Linked DNA regions of Mus musculus: all the other regions are linked to region 3. Evidence: chromatin contacts called from public HiChIP or PLAC-seq and promoter capture Hi-C data. All regions are on one chromosome and are shown on one strand. The core of a region is the stretch at or near the end of the contact, and the rest is flanking DNA. Distances in the headings are between cores, read along the strand shown.

Region 1 (2,700 bases), core at 81-2,580, 2.0 Mb after region 3:
CCCCACCTTATACCGAGGGAAACTCCACCGGCTTCCCCGTTTCTTCCTAGCCCACCATTCCTAATGGGTTGTCAAGACAATCGATACTCCCAACAACTCACCTCAGCAACAGACTGAAGGCTTCGGGCAAATTTCAGCTGGTTAACACCATGGTGGACAGGCTTGCCGTAAGTTGCACCCTTAGGAACTGGGCGTTTACGACCACCACGGCGGACACGAATCCTGTAAATGACATAGCCTACACAAACAAACAAAACAACCCAACCACCAATACGTTAGACTAAGTTAAGACTTTCCAATGCTTCCTTTTAATTACAAAGATAGACTATGTAGACTAAAGTATATCTGTAACCTATATCACATTTAGCATAGCTAAATCAGGCAGGTTTTTTGGGGGGGGGGGCACTTCCAAACTGAGGCCCGCCGACTTTTCTGGGAGTGTTATAGACCACCCACATCGTGACCTCACGCACCTTGCTTAGCCTTGTATCCCAGTCTTCGAGCTTTATCAGGCCGGGTGGGGCGGGGAGCCCTGTGCAGCGCAGAGAGCTGGCGGTATTGCCAACAGCGGACCCTCAGAAGAAAGCGCATCACGTCGGACTGCTTCTTCCTCCATAGCTCCTGGATGTACTTGTATGCACCCATCTTGGCTCACCTTTTGAGAGGAAGAAGCAAATCGAAAGAGCGATCGCTGTCAAGGACATTGACTACGGCCTCTCCATCCTTCCTGGAGCCCCACCGTCCACCGGGAATGAGAAGGGCTCTGCAGAGGCAGCAAGGCGCAGGGCCGGCTGGGCGGGACTGACTATTCCATACTCCCGGAGGCCGCCAGAACTGGCAGCAGGGTTATAACCGCCACCGCGAGTAAGACCAGGAGAGCTTCGTCCCACCCGGGCGGCCTGATGAGAGGCAAGCCGAGGCCACGCTTCCATCCCACGCCTCCTTCAGTCCCCGGCCCAGCTCGGATCCTGCCGCCATTGCGTCTCTCAAGCCTCCCGGACGGCGGCGTATTCGTACCCTCTCCACCCCGTATCCTCACTAGGCGCTCGTGCGAGGCAGAAACTCCGAGGCCGTAGGGTCGCCGGGGTCGGATGGCTGAAGACTAGCGCGATTCGCGACGGATAGACACACAAACACCACCCCGCCGCCCTACCTGATGGCTGCCGCCAGAGGAAAGGAAGAAGGCTTTCTCCCACAATCCCTTTTGTGGCTCCTCCTCCCACCCCGGCGACCCTCCTTCCGGTGGGGCATTGTAGCCGCACTGTGCCTCTTGGGGCTTGTAGTCCCGACATCCAACCTGGTGGGCGGAGTCAGGCTGGGACAGCCCGCCGCTTCCGGATGCTCTCCCAAGCTCTCAGCAGTGCTCCTGAGCTGCCAAGGCTGCGGAAAGTGAGAGGCGGCGAGTTTGCTTACGTCACGTCAAGGGGCCGGAGGAAGCAGGTCGGGGACCGGCTCCAGAGGGACGCCTTCGGACCGCGGTGACCTGCGTGCTGCTGTCTCACTGCCCTGCAGTGTCAGGTTGGTGTTTCCACCGGCGCCTCGCTCCGTGATCTCGGAGCACAGTGACCGCAGGACGGCCGTGACTTGGTCGTAGGCGAAGTGGTACGCGTGGACCTTGCGTGTCCTTAAGGCCGGCCAGGGACTTTGGACTTGCGCGAACCAGGCTAGTGGGTGGACTGTGGTGCCCGTCCCCCTCTGAATTTTCCGAGGTGCCCGGGGACTTGATTTTATAGGCGTTTTTAGGATAGCAAATTGTTCATTTGCCATGACCCGTTTCAGGAAGAAATGCTGGCATTCTGCACTGCGTTCTTTATTGAGAAGTAATGGTGTATTGGAGTTTTTGTAGTTCCAGAATTTTCTATTTTCATACAGTTGTGTGGTTTTAATAAACTACGCTTGTTTGTGGCAAAGGTTTTGGGAATCATGTTTACCTTTTCCATCAATCTGTGGCTCTTCTTATCTTTTAGAATAAATGGCAGCTTTAGCATTTTAAGAGTCCTCACCTGTCCTATTTAAAAATTCAACAGATGTATTGCTTAATATGCGTGGAGCTCAGTCTCAGCTGCTGGTGATGCAGCTCAGACAACATACAAGTTCTAGCCTTGGGAGCAAGCGTTAACACTATGCTATGTATTGCTTTTGATGCCAAGTGTAAAGGACACACATTGAAGGAGTGGAGGGGTATTGAGCGGTACAGTGTCTCAGCGTCCTGGCAAGTGGAGCCTGGACGAGGTGGGGTTGGGGTGCGGGGGGGGGGGGGGAGGGGCAGTAACTGACTTTTTTCTCTTTTAAGCACATCTGGTGGAGCTTGCAAGTTAGCATGGAGTGAAGGATATGAATTCTTTTAGGACAGTCTTCAAAAATTTTTTAACGTTTATTTTTAGGCTATGTGTGTTTATTTATGTGTGTTTACTTGGATGTATGTTTGTGCACGACCACCTTTGTACCTGGGGCCCACTGAGGTAGGTGGAAGTGGTTGAAAACTTCCATGTAGGTGCTAGGAACTGAACCCTGGGGGCTCTGCAAGAGCCGCCAGTGTTCTAATTGCTGAGCCTCCTGGATGATTTTTTTTTTTTTAATAATGCTGAAGAATAAATTACAAGTCTGTGAGTGTAGTTCAGTAGTAATGTGTTTCATTGATGTGCAGAGACACCATGACCAGGACAACTTTTATAAAGGAAAACATTTACTTTGGGGCTG
Region 2 (2,700 bases), core at 125-2,624, 2.2 Mb before region 3:
ATTTAGATAAATTTTAAAAAATATGTAACTGCCCTGCATGGATACAGTATTTATTTATTTTTATTTATTTATTTATTTATTTATTTATTTAATTTTTTGGGTTTTTCGAGACAGGGTTTCTCTGTATAGCCCTGGATGTCCTGGAACTCACTCTGTAGACCAGGCTGGCCTTGAACTCAGAAATCCGCCTGCCTCTGCCTCCCAAGTGCTGGGATTAAAGATGTGTGCCACCATGCCAGGCTCAGTTTTTAAATTAAGGAAAATATATTCCAAACTTCAGTTAGTTGAATCTGTATGTAGGTGTATAGCCTGAGTGTTCAAAAAGCAACTGTCCTTTGATAAACACTCAGCAGATTCCTTTTTGGATTTCTTGGTGTGCAATCCAGTGGGGGGGGGGGACCCTATAGACACATTTCTAAATGTGTCTCACAGAAATTGTGTTTCTGCTTTATTTATTTAAGACAAGCTCTTACTGTGTTTCTCAGTCTCACCTGTATTACGATGCTGCACACTTGCTTCAGCCTCCCAAACACTGGGGACTCTGGGTGCATACCACACCCAGCTCAAGCTTTTAAACTTGCACCTATGTCAAACCCCTTCTCCAAGTCCTGGCTTTAATATATTATGGAAACATTTTCATATGCACTTTTGCGTTCATTTTAACATTTGAAAGGTTTTTTGTACTTCAACAGAGATGTTGGTCACATCTGTCTTACTAAATATTTGCCCCCCCCCCCAAAGCCAACAGATAATAGCAGCAAGTCGAGAAAGCTCACCTCTTCATACAGTCCCAGAAGGCACCTGTAAGCCTGAGGCTCTGAGCAGGCTAAAAAGATGCTGCTTTACTGAAATGAGATAACAGCTTAATAGGAACTAAAGGCACCCTGTGGTGGTCCACTCCTGTGCTTTACTTGTTTGATGGTCGGGGAGGGGGTGACTGTATGTGCTAGTGCTTATTAATTTGTGATCCAAATCTGACGAACGTCTGGTATATTCCTTAAGCCATGGGGGTCTCATCGGATTCTAGGAAAGACAGCCATAAATAGTGAGAGACTAACAACCCAACTTTAAAGTGATACACTGATTTTGTAGCTTCCTTCTTGCTGGAGAAGAAATTCAAGTTCGCAGGACACAGTGTGACCTTCAGTTGTGGGCACTCAAGTGCACGTTCCTGGCTGGCCAAGCAGCAGGGGCTCGATGCGGACGCCTGGGCTAACACCTGGGCGGCATTTTCACACCTGCCACTGGCAGCTTTGGTTTCTGGGCGTCCGCACAGTGGCTGCTTCCCATTCATGCTCCAGCTACTGTGCAGCCTCCCGCGAGCCCAGAGCGAATTGCTGGTGCCCGGGGCTCCGGAGGGAGGGCCTGGGCGACGCTTTCGTTACTGCGCCGGGGCCGACCGGCAGGCTCTTCCATAGGTGGCTGCGTTTCCGACTTCGCCCTGGCTCCACTCCGGGGGCTTGACGTGCAAACTTCGCCGGAGCGAGCAGAGAGGGAGGGACCGGCGAGGGGGAGGAGGCGACAGGAGGCGCCTCCGCTTAAGGGAGCCGGCCGGGCGCCGCCGCTCGGACGGACGCGCGGACGGAAGGAAGGAGCGGGGCTGCCGGCTGGGCCGGGATGCGAGCGCCCGCAGGGTGGGCAGCCGCGGGCCGGGGCGCAGGCAGGCCTGAGGTCGCGGCAGTTCGGCTCCGGGCGCTGGCCTCCCGAGCCGGGCCCGGCAGGGCGGCCAGCGCCGCAGTGGCAGCCGCAGCCGGCGCCCTACGAGGGCCGCGGGAGGCGAAAGCGAAAGCCGGTGGCGCCGCGGACTTTGCGCCCGGGCGGGGAGGCGGGCGGCGGCAGGGGCCGGGGGCTGACAGCACCGCGGGCCTGCGGGCCGCGCACGCCGCCGGAACTCCGCGGAGCCTCCTTAAAAGCGGCCCCCGCGCCACTCTTTTCCCCCTTTTTGTTACATTGTAGGAGCGGAAAGAATGTCGGAGCGGGCCGCGGATGACGTCAGGGGGGAGCCGCGCCGCGCGGCGGGCGGAGCAGCGGCCGCCCGGCAGCAGCAGCAGCAGCCACAGCCTCTGCAGCCCCAGCGGCAGCACCCGCCGCTGCGGCGCCCACGGGCGGAGGACGGCGGCACCGGGGACACCACCACCTCGGCCGCCGCCATGGCGACGGTTGGGGAGCGCAGGCCCTTGCCCAGTCCCGAAGCGATGCTGGGACAGTCGTGGAATCTGTGGGTGGAAGCTTCCAAACTTCCTGGGAAGGATGGTGAGTGTCCACGCCTCCTGGTTCCCCCCGCCCCCCCGCCCCCCTCCTCTGGCCCCGATCCCCTCCCCCGCGCCGTGTCCTGTGGCCGCCCCCACGGGGGTCAGAGATGCTATCTTCTGCTGGGTGCCCACACCTACCCGGAGCGTGCGTGAGCGTGCGTCACACTCCTAGCCACTGACCTGCCTCTCCCCTCCTCCTGTGTGTGTATATCTCCTAGGGACCGAATTGGATGAAAGTTTCAAGGAGTTTGGGAAAAACCGCGAAGTCATGGGGCTCTGCCGGGAAGGTGAGTCCAGCCCCCCTGGTGGAGTTTGTACCCAACCTTGGGGAAGTTTTCTTGTTGCTTCAGCCCACCTTCCCTGCTTGCCACATTGAGGTCTCTGCTGAAGAGGATGGAAGAGGGTGGGTAGAACATTTAGGAAGAAATCTCATTTCTAGGGGCTCTCT
Region 3 (2,700 bases), core at 34-2,533:
AATGCAAGAGTCTGTGCCCCCAGCCACCATCACATCTGCGTCACCATGGGCTATGAATCTAAAGGAGTCTCCCACAGCATGTGCACCTGTGGTGCAGGCTGTGGACACTGAGTGATTGGGGCCCTTGAGTTTGTAGCGAATGCTAACCTGGCCTGCAGCCATATTGATCAGAATCTTAGGGACAAAGAATGGGCTGACTTTATTATAACCTTTGGTCTGAAACAGCAAAGCAGTTTCAGAAATAACTTCAAGAGGAACCATGCCCATGCCAATGGCAACGCCAGTAGCCACCTGATCTGCTTCTCGTTTCGGATGCCAGCCGGAGTCTTTCAGGGCCAACTCTGCTGCCCCAACAGCCATGATGGTGGAAGAAGACATGGACTTGGCATCTGATTTGGACACAAAGTTTTCTTCATTAAACTGACCTTCATGTGGACCTCTTGGTACATAAGCAGCTACACTGCAAGGGATATTCTTGTACTCATCACCAACCACAGAAACAATTCCACTTTCTCCTCGGAGAAGCCGATCCCAAACTAGTTGAGTCCCAACGCCAAGTGGTGTCACTAGGCCAATGCCTGTGATGACAACTCGTCTGCGCAACATGGCTGCTGGCACAGTTCCATAAAATCTGTGTTTGCTTATTAACCAAGAATATGACGCTGGATATGGATGGGAGATTGTGGCTTTTAGAAAATGTTGCAAGCATTTTGACAACATGGTTGAAATTCAGAAGATCAGAAACACATTCCTGGAATAGACCACAAGAGACAGCAAGCATCATTTAAACGACAGTAGAATCTTACACACACCCTAGGTGTGACTGTGGTCACAGAGAAATGCAACCCTCGCTTGGACTTAACTTTTATTTGTAATCTATGAGGTCCTTCAGACTGTCAACTGATAGCTAGCTCACTGGGTTTTACAACGCCAACCCACCCTACAGGGGGCATCCTTCTTCAGGCTCACCGAAGATTACTGTACAGTGTGGACTGAGTCCATGTGGCATTTCTAAGATTAATGCACAGGAGGCCGCCTCAGGCCCATTCTGCCTTGTGCACTTTATCTACTTCCGTGTAGGGCAGATAACCTTTCAGGCGGTCCCGCCACAGCCCAGCACCGCCGTATTAGGAAGGCCGGGTGTAACTTCCCGAGCTCAGCGTTAGGAGCTCTCAGGGATTCACAGCCACGCGACGCCCTCCACCCCTACCCTGAAACCCGGGTGCACACTGCAGTCACTACCTGAAACAAGCCTTTGCGGGCGCCCACCGAGTGCGCATGCGCACTCATCCGCAGCGCAGCGTTTCCGCCCGGTGCCTGATGTCAGAGGTCAGACGCTCCGGCCAGAGCTTCCTCCGGGTTCCGGGTTGTGAGTGCCCCGCTCTAGCCTCAGAGCCTGTTTTGATCGCTTGGGAAACCTCACCTAGTCAACAGCGATAATGCCTAGATATTCCTGTGCTGCCAGAGAAGGGCGGCTGTCATTTCCCCAGGACATTCCGGGGAGGACCTATAGCTGTAGCCTCCCTGGTAGCTCTGTAGAAAATATTCATAGAACTCTTCAGAATGTCACCAAGAAACCGAGGTCGTTTGGGGAAACATCTAAATGCCACGTAGACAATAAAATAATACTATGGCTGAATACTTAGAAATGTGCAAAGACGTTGAGAATTTGTTAGGAGACGTTAGTTACAAAACTTTTAAAGGTTTGCAAAGAGATCAGATAATGGTACCGCTCAATTTCAGCACCTGGGCGGCAGAGGATCAGGAGCTCTGTCCTCAGCTGTGGAGAGAGTGCAAAGGGAGCCTGGGCTACCAACCTGAAGACTTTGTCTTTAAAATATAACAAAACCTAACGTCTGTAGTGATCTGCAGTGCTTATGGTGTCCCCTCTACCTCCATTTTTCCTTACCTTTATTTACTTTAGCAAATGATGTAAACAGCTACTTCTGTAACAATAAAAAGGGCTGACTCATGACAGGAAGTGACCAGAAGATTGCCCAATATCTGAAGTGGAAATTCCTGAGCTTACGAAAGTTTTACTTGCTCAGAGATAAATCTGTAATGGATAAGTAGGATAAGTAGCAACACAGCCAGGGGATGTCTATTAACTGTTCAAGTCTGTCCCACGTGTGAGCTTTGCTTTTTCTTCAGATAAAGGATAGACTATGCTATCTTGTAGTCATGATTATATATTTTCTTGTGGGCAATAACCTCTTCAGGCCATCGTTGCCACGTATGCTTGCTTTCCAAATGTAGAAAAGAATCTGAGGTAAGTTTAGCTATTTCCTCATTACTCCTGGATATGATTTATTGTCTACTCTGTCTAAAATGTTTAAGAAAATTCAACTTGTTCCTGATCCAGTAGCTCACCATTTGCTTAGTATGATCTCCCTGCAGTGAAAATTGTGCTGTTTCCTCCAGTACCTTTTGGCAATTTGTTTTACATACAAATTTCTGATCTCAAAAGGCATTGGGGTATGTGGACTGTGGAAGGTTAGCTGAAAGGGGAACTCTGTCTATGCAGCCATGGAGAAGTCATGTCATCATCCATGCTGCAGTGAAACTTTCTGGCCGTGCAGATGCCCTAGGCACTTACTCCTGTAAGGAACCCTTCACCCATGCTCTGAAGTAAGCTGAATAAACTTAGAGTGCCCTAAGTCGGACCTGGGGATTTTGCTTTGATTTATTGTTGTTGCTTTA
Region 4 (2,700 bases), core at 143-2,642, 2.3 Mb before region 3:
ACAAAAACCCTTTCACTGGCTTTTCCTGATCTTGGAAATTTCATGGTGTAAAGTTTTCTAAGTTCTATATGCCATCTTGAATTTCTTTCATCATTTTGGCAAGTGGTTGGTCACTTGTAATTCCAGTTTTAAAACACCTATTTACCCTTCAAAGGAAGGGGGAAAGCAAATTTGTCAAGTTTTCTAATCACCAGTAGAAAGACCACCTCAGTTCAATTCCCAGGACCCATCTGGTGGAAGTGAAGAAGTGACTTCAGCAAGTGTCCTCTGACTGCCACTCTAGTAGGGTGGCCTGCCTGGGGGAGGGAGGGAGGCAGAGACAGCTCAAAGAGAGGCAGGCAGGCGCGCGCGCGCGCACACACACACACACACACACACACACAGCCACCCTACCAATTTTTAATGTTTACAGCCACTGCAGACGTATAAGAGGAAACACCTTTACCTGCTGCTTCTGGGTATCAAACGTGTTCAGTAAAGTATTGCCTAGAAGTAAGCTAAGTACTTCCTGAATAAATTAAACTCGAATTAAAAAAAAACAAAACCAAGGTTAAAATCCCCCCTACCAAGTTCCGAGGCCTTTATTTATACCCACATCGGTATTTCCTCGGCCCGTCCTCAAATTTGGGCCGATCGTTGTTCATTTCTGGAAGTCCCCTGTTTCTCCACTGGGATCCATAGCTATTGATCAGCCCATCAAACAACATCAAGCCACCGGAACCTTTCTACCAAAGCGGGTACCTTCTCAGTTCCTGCTCCAGTTGCCTATCGTGTCAGTCCATCCTTCTCCCAAACGCGCTCTTATTTCTGCTCTCAGCCCACAGACATCTACTGTCCACCATCCATCACTCCTAATCCACTCAGGCCAACAACTCACCCGCTCCAACATGCCTTCCTTTTGTTGCCGCGGTCCAAGCCGCCGGCCTCTTCCCATGCTGGCGCCTTACCTTGTAAGTCGCCCAGATACACTTCCCGACCGGCCCTCCAGACACCCCTGTTCCTCTTAGCCGCCGTCCCCAGCTCGGGGTCCTCACTCCACCGCCCTCCGAGCTCCTGCGCTCCCTGGGGCCCGCCGCGCTGCCCGTGGGCCCGACCCAGCCCGGCCCGGGAAGCCCCCCAGGCGGCCCCCTCGGGGCACTGCATCGCCCGGGCCGAGCGAGCCGCCCTGCGCCTCTCCCCGCCGCGCACCGCCCCGGGAGCCCCCCACCCCAGACGGCCCGGATCCCGGCGCTGCCCCGCGTCCCCGCACCCGCCGAGGCCTCACCGTCAGTCACGGCTCCCATGGCGTGCGCGGCGGCGGCGGCGGCCGAGCTGAGGCGGCGGTTGGCGGCGAAGGTCAAACTCCCACAATGCAGCCGGGTAAACAGTCATGGAGGAGGAGGCGGCGGCGCCCGCCGCCCTCTCCGACTTTTGAGTCGCGCCGGCGCGCGCGCCGCGCCGCCGCGGACCCGCGCTCGCCGCTCTCCTGGGGCGCGGAGCGGCCGGCGGGTGAAGGGCGAGACGGGCGGCGGGAGGGCGGGCGGCGGCGGCTGGGCCCGGGGACACCGCCGTCCCGCCCTGCCCGCGCCCACAGGCCGCCCTGGAGGCCGCGGCCAGCCGCCAGGTGAGCTTCGGGCTGCGCGCGCTCGCGGGGCTCCGCGCCTGACGCTCCAGGTGACCTCTGTCCCGGGCTGCCCCGACCGTGCGCTCCGGTGGGACGGGGGCGCGGCCACTGCCGCCGTGGGTCTCGAACCCGTATTCTTGAGGCGGGCGCGGCAAGCCATCCTCCCTTCCTGAGCTCTGGCGGGTGCTGGCGAAGCGGGGGAAAGAAACTTGGTCACCTGTCTGGGGAGCGTCACTCAGGACCCAGGGCTCAGGTCCCTCCGGTTCTCACCTCTCATCCAGTTCTCCCTCGCTGCTGGAATCCAGATGGGGTGCCTTCATTTTCATACTAACTTTGCTTTTCAAAAACTGCTTCTTAAAGGGAAGTTGAAAGTAGGTGTTGGGGGTGGGGGTGCTGCTCATTGCAAACACATTACTTGGGGGTGCGGAGTACACATTTCTAGAACACACTGCAGGTTATAGTGTCATCTCTTCTGAAAAATGAAATAAACCACCCCCCTCCCGGGGGGGGGGGGGGAGTCGGGCAGTGAATGCGCTCGCCTTTAGTCCCAGCACTTGGAAGGCAGAGGCAGGCAGTCGAGGCCAGTCTGGTCTACAAAGTGAGTTCCAGGACAGCCAGGGCTACACAGAGAAACCCTGTCTCGAAAAACAAAAAACAAAACAAAACAAAACAAAAAAACAAAACAAAACAAAACAAAACAAAAAATCATTTTGATTCAACATTGAGGAATGTTCTCCTAGTGGAACCATGTTCCTGTTGAGAGTTGATTTGACCTCCAACAGGGTAGAGTTTGACTTTATAACCCAGGTTTTTGTTTATCAGTTTTCATGATCCCAATCCCTTGAACCTTCAGATCCTGCATAAGGCAATGGTGTGGGGTCATTTTTTGGTTGTTGAGATTTCTTAAGTGGGATCCATGCATCGGCCCTGTGTTCCCTCAGTTCTTTCTAGCGGAAGACTTGGGATCATTCAAGGGAGGTGGTTTTTAACCTCTAGGCAGAACTATGTATGGGTCAAATACAGTATCTACTTTTGTCACAAAGGCAGAAATTACCCTGAATGAAGATTTTGAAGCATAAATGACCTCTTCCAAATGT
Region 5 (2,700 bases), core at 6-2,505, 2.1 Mb after region 3:
TTTTAACAGAGTTGCCCAGGAAGGTACTCTTAATAATGAAGTATGATGACAGCCTCCGGGAAGTCAGAGATTCGTGATTACTAGGATGAAGACTCTGAAATCACATTGGGAGTCACTCATAAAAGTAATGAGGATTCTTGAAACTTCAACAAGAAACGGACGAGGCCAACCACAACTCCTGCATATGGACGAGGGCACTAACAAAACCAGAAGCAGCGAGCAGTAGAGAAAACAGGTGGGACTCCCATGCCCCATTTTCCTGCCTGAGAACTCACGAGAACGTCGTTGAAGCCTCCCTCCCTGACATGCAGCACGAGGCCACTGGGAAGCTCGGATGCCTGTGGAGAAAGGAGTGGGATACCTCTTAGCGCTGGTGGAGAGAAGCTTCGAATTTTTGCTCATGCTGACTTTACTCTCCTTCTTCTTGGGGGTGCTGCCTTCTTTCTCGGTCTGCTGGTTGGAGGACGAAGATGACGAGGAGCTGGTGCTGGCCCTCGAATCGTCATCCGACATAGCGAACCCCCCACCCCACCCCGCGAACGGCCCCTGCAGGGGGAGGAAACAAAACAGAAACACAGACCATGCAGGCGCTGCAAAGAGGGAAGGAACTCCGCTGTCAGGAGGGCGCGGGCCGGGCCGCCCCCGCTGCCTGCAGAGGCTCGGGGCCCACCGCCGCACCGGCCGAAGAGACACGGGGGCCACGATCGCGCGGGGGCGGCCCGGGGAGGGCCGGGAGCCGCCGCCGCGGTCCCCCAGGCCTCCCGGCGTCCGCTCGAGTTTGGCGAGGTCGGGACGAGCCGAGCAGCGAGAGTGGGTGAGCAAGCCGAGCGTGGGCCGCGTGGGCCGCGGGGACACGGCTCCTGGCCAGGCCGGGCCACGCGGGGCTGCGCTCGCAGGCCGACGCGCACAATGCGCCCCGGGCGGGCGGGTCCCCGCGGGGACCGGGCCGCTCTGACAGTTCGCGCGGCCCCCGCCGCCCGGGCCCGCCACGCCATCCCGGTCGCCCGGCCCTGCTGCCCGCGGCCCGGCGGTGCCGCCCGTCCCCCGGCCCCGCGGCCCCAGGCCCCGCGGCCCGCCCGCCCTGAGGGGCCCCCGCACCTCTCTTTGTGTCTGGCTGCTCCGTGCCGCCGCCGCGGCTGCTGCTGCGGCTGCGACTGGGCCTGGCCACTCGTGTCTCGCTCTCACTGGGAGAGAAGCGGAAGTGCAGCAACAGCAACTATTAACCAGGCAATGGCTTCCCCGGCCGCACACGCTCCGCGCCACTCCTCCTCTCCGCCCCGCCCCGCGCCCCTCCCCCGCCGCACCTGGGGGCCGCGGCCCGGGAGCCCCGAGCGACCCCGGCTTGGCCTGGGGACGCCGCGCCGGGCGGAGCCGAGGCAACCGGGCGGGATTGGGGGCCACTGGGGCAGGTGGAGCCCGGGGTGACCAGGGGAAGTTCTTCCCAGGAGGGCTTTGGGAAAAGGCTGGGGAGTGAGGGGGCCGGTGTGGGGAAAAGATGGTACTCTCCTGGCGAGGACTTTGACTCCTCCCCAAAAGTGATTCGTTTGAAAAGAAAGAATGGAAGAAAAGAAGAGAAGAGAAGAGAAGAGAAGAGAAGAGAAGAGAAGAGAAGAGAAGAGAAGAGAAGAGAAGAGGAGAGAAAAGGAGAGAAAAGGAGAAAGGAAAGGAAAAGAGGAAAGGAGAAAGGAAAGGAAAAGAAAAGAGGAAAGGAGAAACGAAAGGAAAGGAAAGGAAAGGAAAGGAAAGGAAAGGGGGAAAAGGAAAGGAAAAAGGAAAGGGAAGGAAAAAGGAAAGGAAAGAGAAGGAAAAAGGAAAGGAAAGGAAAGGAAAGGAAAGGAAAGGAAAGGAAAGGAAAGGAAAGGAAAGGAAAAGACCCCTAACAGGTTTTTCCTTTGAGCTGATGACACTTGTTCCTCCCTCTGGCAATTACGTGCTTGGAGCAGAGGTCACGCCTGTGAGAAAAAACCCAGACTGGGATTCTGTTCAGGACACCAGGCATGTGCAATTTTATACTAGATACCACCCTCCTTCCCCTTTCACTTGTTATTGAAAAGGATGTGGACTTTTTTTTTTTTAATGTATGCAATTGGGGTTCGGGACAGGTAACTACGACCGGGCTTGGGATTATAAGATCACTGAAAATAAACCTTGAGCCAATGATTTTGACAGGACTTGCCCTGGCTGTCCTGGAACTCACTTTGTAGACCAGGCTCTCCTCGAACTCAGAAATCCGCCTGCCTCAGGATTTGGAATTCTTAAATTAGATATGTCTGAGTCTTAGTAATGGGGAAAAAAAGTTCTAGAAAGCACCCTACTTTCTTTTTACTCCAATATGATGCTATTCAAATAATATTTTTAGGATAATCACACAACAATGCCACTAAATTGTTCCTTGTGTGGCACTGTACCGAAATTTATTTTTTTTAATTCCACCATTAAATTAGGACTTAGTTTCTTACCAGTTTGCCGTTTACCCTGAAGGGAACAGACCCCTGCCATCCAAGTTCACAGAGATCTTGTGTACTGAGCAGACAACAGCACTCGAATTTCCATGGTCCACTTTAAATTACCTCATTCAAATTGACATTGCTTCCCATGGCAACAGTGGCTTCAGTTACCACACACACATGATATAAAGAAAGCTCACAGCATATCCACAGTAGCCAGAAGAGCCAACATTCTCACTATCAAGCTAAGCCT

What was found. HiChIP or PLAC-seq counts read pairs in DNA pulled down with a chosen protein or histone mark. Capture Hi-C pulls out chosen DNA fragments and counts their contacts.
Region 1: a contact with region 3 is called in an H3K27ac HiChIP or PLAC-seq map of trophoblast stem cells, with 6 times the contacts expected there. The contact joins the promoter of Nkiras1 here to the promoter of Oxsm in region 3. A contact is called at or near these places in 3 of 39 promoter capture datasets (cranial neural crest, liver and pre-B cells), 2 of 484 Hi-C or Micro-C datasets (myeloid progenitors and uterus), 9 of 115 datasets of contacts at active chromatin or transcription factors (astrocytes, bone marrow-derived dendritic cells, cardiomyocytes and 6 more) and 3 of 9 other capture datasets (adipose tissue, liver and macrophages).
Region 2: a promoter capture Hi-C map of adipose tissue shows a contact between it and region 3, with 3 times the contacts expected there. The contact joins the promoter of Atxn7 here to the promoter of Oxsm in region 3. A contact is called at or near these places in 3 of 39 promoter capture datasets (the C10 cell line, cranial neural crest and pre-B cells), 2 of 484 Hi-C or Micro-C datasets (muscle stem cells and pre-B cells), 6 of 115 datasets of contacts at active chromatin or transcription factors (acute myeloid leukemia, astrocytes, bone marrow-derived dendritic cells and 3 more) and 2 of 9 other capture datasets (adipose tissue and liver).
Region 4: a contact with region 3 is called in an H3K27ac HiChIP or PLAC-seq map of bone marrow-derived dendritic cells, with 11 times the contacts expected there. The contact joins the promoter of Thoc7 here to the promoter of Oxsm in region 3. A contact is called at or near these places in 6 of 39 promoter capture datasets (the 3T3-L1 cell line, the C10 cell line, erythroid cells and 3 more), 1 of 484 Hi-C or Micro-C datasets (muscle stem cells), 3 of 115 datasets of contacts at active chromatin or transcription factors (acute myeloid leukemia, bone marrow-derived dendritic cells and large pre-B cells) and 1 of 9 other capture datasets (adipose tissue).
Region 5: a contact with region 3 is called in a promoter capture Hi-C map of adipose tissue, with 2.7 times the contacts expected there. The contact joins the promoter of Ube2e1 here to the promoter of Oxsm in region 3. A contact is called at or near these places in 3 of 115 datasets of contacts at active chromatin or transcription factors (astrocytes, embryonic stem cells and large pre-B cells) and 2 of 9 other capture datasets (adipose tissue and macrophages).

Annotation. Positions count from the first base shown.
Region 1 is chr14:18,269,806-18,272,505 of GRCm38.p6, forward strand. Nkiras1 (NFKB inhibitor interacting Ras-like protein 1) reads left to right here and starts at 1,331. Exons shown (of 4, transcript NM_023526.4): 1 at 1,331-1,518. Rpl15 (ribosomal protein L15) reads right to left here and starts at 1,181. Exons shown (of 4, transcript NM_025586.3): 1 at 1,154-1,181; 2 at 474-655; 3 at 102-238. The coding sequence starts at 645.
Region 2 is chr14:14,011,117-14,013,816 of GRCm38.p6, forward strand. Atxn7 (ataxin 7) reads left to right here and starts at 1,375. Exons shown (of 12, transcript NM_139227.4): 1 at 1,375-1,634; 2 at 1,957-2,253; 3 at 2,471-2,539. The coding sequence starts at 1,968.
Region 3 is chr14:16,242,048-16,244,747 of GRCm38.p6, forward strand. It overlaps Oxsm (3-oxoacyl-ACP synthase, mitochondrial), which reads right to left and starts at 1,284. Exons shown (of 3, transcript NM_001359883.1): 1 at 1,243-1,284; 2 at 1-751. The coding sequence starts at 720.
Region 4 is chr14:13,959,921-13,962,620 of GRCm38.p6, forward strand. Thoc7 (THO complex 7) reads right to left here and starts at 1,393. Exons shown (of 8, transcript NM_025435.3): 1 at 1,265-1,393. The coding sequence starts at 1,283. It also overlaps a transcript of Atxn7 not described here.
Region 5 is chr14:18,330,589-18,333,288 of GRCm38.p6, forward strand. It overlaps Ube2e1 (ubiquitin-conjugating enzyme E2E 1), which reads right to left and starts at 1,256. Exons shown (of 6, transcript NM_009455.3): 1 at 1,099-1,256; 2 at 362-546. The coding sequence starts at 513.